Regions from separate parts of the Rattus norvegicus genome. Here region 2 is linked to region 1. The links are chromatin contacts, called in public Hi-C maps. All regions are on one chromosome and are shown on one strand. Each heading gives the region's core, a stretch centred on a gene start, on an enhancer-like site or on the middle of the called end of the contact. The rest is flanking DNA. Distances are from core to core; before and after follow the strand shown.

Region 1 (2,700 bases), core at 83-2,582:
ATAAGAGTCAGTCAGTCAGCGACTCAGAGAGATGCTCTCCTTACCTCTGTCTCCAGGCCCAAAGGGAGCCATGACCGCATGTATAAGGTTGGGAGTGGCTGTGGGGAGACTTTGGCGAACCCCATGTGTGTGAGCATCATGTTTTACAGTGGGCCCAGGATACAGGGTTTGCCCCTTGAAGCGTCACCTGCTGTATGACCTCCAGGAATAAAAAGAGCCCCACAAGCGGCTGAGCCTTGAGTGCACCTTGAACCCCATGCTTTGGCTGCCGCTTTTGGTCCATGGGAAGAAAGGTTGATGGCGACCTCCTGGGATAGAAGTAGACATGGGACAAATTCTTATGTGCCTGAGCCAAGCCCAGATCCCTTCACCTACGACTTTTCAGGGGGAGCCTGGACAATGGGAAGGGACCCTGGGTCTGGTCAGGCTCACAGAAACTGGGGTTTGCTTTTATGGAGGTAGAATGAAATAATTTTTCTAGAGGATGAAGCAAGATCATAAGATGGGCCACACATGCTCTGGGTCATGCTCTGTGGTATCATCTCAAACACACTGCTTTTCCTCCCTGGGCCTCACTTTACCTGTCTGTGGTATAAAGCTGAAAGGGCCCTTCCTCCAATAGTAGTACTGACAATGAGTTTGTGGCGGTGGTCACACCTATAATCCCAGGAGGCTAAGGCAGTCCAGCCTTGGTACTAAAGACCCTGGTTCAAAACCAAGTCAAATCAAACACTCCAAACAGACAACAACAAAAAATCAGGTGAGAGATTTGGGTGATCTGTAAGGGTGGGGCCTCTCTAGGACTCAGAGCTCGTGTTTCAGTCTATCTGTAAATGATGCTGCGTGTGTGTGTGTGTGTGTGTGTGTGTGTGTGTGTGTGTGTGTGTGTGAGAGAGAGAGAGAGAGAGAGAGAGAGAGAGAGAGAGAGAGAGAGAGAGAGGTGCTGGATACCTCTGCCCAATTGGTTTCTTCACCTTCAATCAAGACTCAGAACCTCACTGCCCACCTCAGCCCAAGGTGAGCCCTAGGAATCTCCATGACAACAAACTGGTTATGAACAGGGCTGCAGTTGCCATGGTGACAGGTCTCTCTCTCTCTCTCTCTCTCTCTCCCTCCCTCCCCTCCCCCTCCCTCTCTATTTCACATCCCCCTCTTTCCCCTCCTCTCTTCTCAATGAACCAGAGCTATCTGCAGGCCCCAGCTTTCCCAGGCAGGGTGAGGGGAGGGCTGAGCTACAGGAGAAGGGGTCCAGATTGGGAAATTGGGAAGATAGGCTGAGTCTGCAGGGGAATAGGGGGCTGTTGGGGTGCTGTTGCCATGGCGATGGGGCTGCAGCCTGTTAATTAAGCCCCCGGTTGCCACGGAGACGGTGGCGGTTGACGTGCTCTGCGGCAAGCCCTATATGTGTGGGGTGTGCTGTGCACTGGACTCCACTCACTGCTGGGATCTGGGCCTGGAGGATAGAGCATGCAGGTGGTAGGAGGAGGGTGGAGAGAGGCTTCGGGTGGAGCCTCAGCTCTGTGACAGGAGGTGGGTAGGTCGTGGGGATAATAAGAATGGGTAGGGAGGGAGCTGAATGGGGGGATACTATGCCCGTGGAAAAGAGATACAGTTGGGTCTTCAGCTTAGTGGCGAGGGCCTGCCTAGAGGTTGGGCGCTGGATTCTAGTCTCCACTTTTAAATTCAGCCTCCCATTCCCGTTCCATTTCTAGACTCCAGTGTCATCATAAGTGGTAAGTGGAAAAAATAATTTATGAAGTCCTTTCTAGCACCCCAGTCCTCCTGCAGAGAGGCAGCTTCACTGAGCTTCTGAGACACACAAGGTGGGAGGGCGTATGAATTTTGGAGATTCTGAATTCAAAAATAGGACCCTTCTTGGCTGTCCCTTAAGCTGCTCTATCCAGAAGTTTTCCTCTACTGCTCCATCTTCCTAGGGCTTTGAACTGTCCCCCTACGTGGGGAGGGGATGCTGAGTAGTGCAGTCTGATTCCCCGGGCCTCAGAGCTGAAAGCCACTTCTTATTGGTCAGGGTTGGCTAAGTAGGAGGTGCTTACAAAGAGTTTTCTCAAGACCTCATTAGGAAGGTGAGAGAGAGACCCAGCCTCCTTGGGTGGTGTCAGATTGGGGTCTTCCTTTGGGACTCTGCCCTTACTTGGTCTGTATGTTCCAGGAGAAATGTCACCCCTCTCCACTTTGCAGTGTTCTGTCTGGCTTGGCACTCACATGTAGACCATGCTAGCCTCAAACTTGTCATGAGAACCCTGCCTGCACCTCCTAATAGGTGTGCACCCCTACACTCAGCTAGGGACCCCCCAAATACTTTTGTGGTGTAGTCTTGTGCACACCAGGCAAACTCTCTTACACAGAGCTATGGCTTTAATCTAAGACTCACAGAAGAGAGGGAGGAATCACTCCTTTATTTTATGGTGAAGTCCAGAGAGAGGGGGACTTGGTTTTGTCCAGGAATAAGCAGAACTCTGCTTCAGAGGATACAAAAGAACCCGTATTTCCCACATCTTGGGTAACTCTTCAGGTCAGAGCTCTAGTGAGGACTGAGGACTGGCAGTAAGGTAGTCACTCTGGCCTTCACCGGTTTCCCCTGGGGACCTACACATCCCCATGGATAGGTTTACTCCCCGGGTGATCAGAGATGCAATAGCACTAAAGCCAGAGACGAAGAGGCATGCCCTGGTGGGGACA
Region 2 (2,700 bases), core at 51-2,550, 290 kb after region 1:
CATAATAAGTTTGGCAATGGGCTGGGCTACAGCTATGGCGGACTTTCCCCCAGGCCTTTTTCTGCAGCTCTTGCTGAGGTCCTGGACTCTAAGCTGCACCCTAGGCTCCAGGCTGGTCTGCCTGGGGCCTGAGGTGAGCAGCAGAGGCCAGTGAACCAAGACTTCCGTAAACTCCTGCTCCCCAGACCCTGCCCACCTCCTGCCCCTAGCTCTTGGCTTTCATGGTGAGAGCTTGCCCGATTACACAGCTGGCCACCGTGGCCCATTCCCCGACCACCTGCAACCTGGCTCTGCCAGGAACTCACTGCAGCTTCTTCCAAGCACCGGTGGGCTCCAGCCCAGGAACCTGCCCTGGCCATCAGGGCCTTTCCCTGGGCCCTGCAGAGGCGCCAAGGTGGAGGCTGGACAGGGGCCAGAAGATTGAGAGGGCACAACCTGGCCCATGAAACTTGGGCCTCGTGGGACCAGCGGAGACATCGGCATCTCTGTCTCTTCATCCCTGTCCTGTCTCAAGCTGACCTTGCTCCTGTTTCCAGTCTCTGCCCCCATCTGAATAAGACTACCTGTTTCTCCTACCTCCCTCTCTCGGTCTCATCCAGCAGAGATCCAGTCACGGAGGGAGGGGGTGAGAGGGGCCAGCCAGTGGGGAAGCAATGCAATTTCCAGGGTTGGATCTGGCAATTCAGGCTGTGTTGTGATAAGACCTGTGATGGGCCTCTAATCCAAGCTGCTTTTGCATCCCGAGGCTCCCTGCTCCCGCTGCTGTGCATGCCATCTCTGGAAGAGCCCTCTACTCCTAGTGAACCTTACTGAGCAGCAGATCCATGGTTAGACAAAGGCCAAGGGCCAGAGCACACAGACTCTGGGGAGCAGGAATTGTCAAGCAGCAGATGATCCCTAGGACTGAGCTATATATATAATTCACACAGCTAGACAGAATGGCAAGCTCGTTCGAGCCTCGGGATAGCCCTGAGATAAGTGGAGATCACCCCCATCTTGCAGATGGGAAGAGTCTGGAAATACGTGGGGAAGTGGGTAAACTGGGGAAGGAGAGTGGGAAGCTGACAAGAACCAGGAAAGGGGTGGGGGAAGACAGGGACACTGCAGCCTTTTCTTCCTTCTAAACAAGGATTGGAGGCAGAGGGAGCTCTCCCTCACACTGGCTGCTTCCTGTCAGCTGGATCCTCTGGAGAGGATGAGAGAGGGGCAACGGTTTCATCTCCAGGACTGCAGACCACTGGGTGGCATCGGTGGCATCTTGTTGCTGGCTGGGCAGGTGCCCTATGTGTGGAGAAGCTAAGGCCACTGGCCCCTATGTGGGCCAGTGACTCAGGTGGCCCTGGAAGGGGCCCTCCTTCACAGAGGACAAGCAGCTGTGTAGACCCTTATCTTCTTTGTCTCCCTCTGTACCCCACCCCATCACTGACTCCCACTAGGGAGAGATGGTATTCTCCAAGACTGATAGGGTCCTTTATTATCCTTCCACCTGGCCCTTACTGGTCCCAATTTAGACGGGAGATGGATGGCAGGCTGCAGGAGGCTCGCTGTGACAGCTGGTGGCTGCACCAGGGCCGTGGGTGGTGTCGAGTGGGGACTTGCGTTAGCAAGCAAGCTAATCTCATTTGGTTGTTGCAACCATACCACCAGGGCTGCATGTTAAGTGGCCAGAGGCTGTGGCAGGCCCCAGGCACTCTCCCGGGTCTCTGTATAGAGGTTCTCAAGCTTCCAAATGCTGCAGTCCTTTAATACAGATCCTCGTGTCGGGGTGTCCCCCCCAATTATTTGCTACTTCATAACTGTAATTTTGCTACTATTAAATATGAGCAGATACAGAACTTGTGTTTTCCCAGGGCCTTAGGCAACGCCTGTAAAAGAATTGTTCAACCTCAAAGGGGACCCAGCCCTTTGGTATAGAGGGAGGCAGGCCAAGCCAGCCATTGACTTGGAGGAAGGGATACATTGGACAGCAAAAGGAAGTCATGAATAAGTGAGTGTCCACCCCATGAACCATCTGATGGGAGAGGGACACCCAGTCTCTAGTCCCTTCTGGTGGGGGGTGGTTCCTGGTGACTTGGTAGAAGCTCTTGAGCACGTGCCCCTGGACAGGAGGCCTTTGAAGAGCTGTCTCCCGACCGTGTATTGGCGGAACTGCAAAGTGGAGGGACCCATGGTCACAGCTGAAGCAGAGGAGCTAGGGGGAAGGGTCTGGAAGGGTCTGGAAGACCTGGTTTAGAGAGCCCTTCCCATCACCCCACTTCTTAGAATCTCTATTTGGAGGGAGAGGGGGGCAAGAAAGCACCCCAGACAATATTGAAAGAAGACTGGAGGCTTTGTGAACTAGTCTGAAAACATCTTTCACTCAGCGGGGAGGGAGGGTGGGCCAGGGATACAGTATCTGGGGTAGGAGGGGCTGGGCTGGGAACTGGCACAGCCTGGGCCTCTGGGTGCATCCACACTCTTAGGGAAGCTCTAGCTGTCTGTGCTGAGGGAGATCGGTTGTCAGGAGTCAAAGGGAGCCTGCCCTTGGGCTGGGAGGCAGCCTGAGCTCCCATTGCCACAGGGGCAGGAGCTGAAGCCAGAGCCAGCACGGCATAGCCGATAATCACAGCTGTCACCTAGGTTACTTGATGGCAGCTGCCAAGCCCTTGCAGCAGGTGACTCGGTTATCGTTGCTCGAGCTCTCAGCTCAGAAGTAGTCAA

What was found. A called contact is a pair of places that touch in the nucleus more often than the background predicts.
Region 2: a contact with region 1 is called in a Hi-C map of frontal cortex, with 2.0 times the contacts expected there. The contact joins two enhancer-like sites.

Annotation. Positions count from the first base shown.
Region 1 is chr3:174,118,344-174,121,043 of GRCr8, forward strand. It overlaps a transcript of Slc12a5 not described here. Among named protein-coding and RNA genes, the nearest start is that of Slc12a5, 3.5 kb to the right of the region's middle. Within about 2 kb of position 1,333, at least 13 of the 93 cell types and tissues checked have an H3K27ac peak or open chromatin away from gene starts, as enhancers often do.
Region 2 is chr3:174,411,116-174,413,815 of GRCr8, forward strand. No RefSeq gene overlaps it. Among named protein-coding and RNA genes, the nearest start is that of Cdh22, 23 kb to the left of the region's middle. Within about 2 kb of position 1,301, at least 3 of the 93 cell types and tissues checked have an H3K27ac peak or open chromatin away from gene starts, as enhancers often do.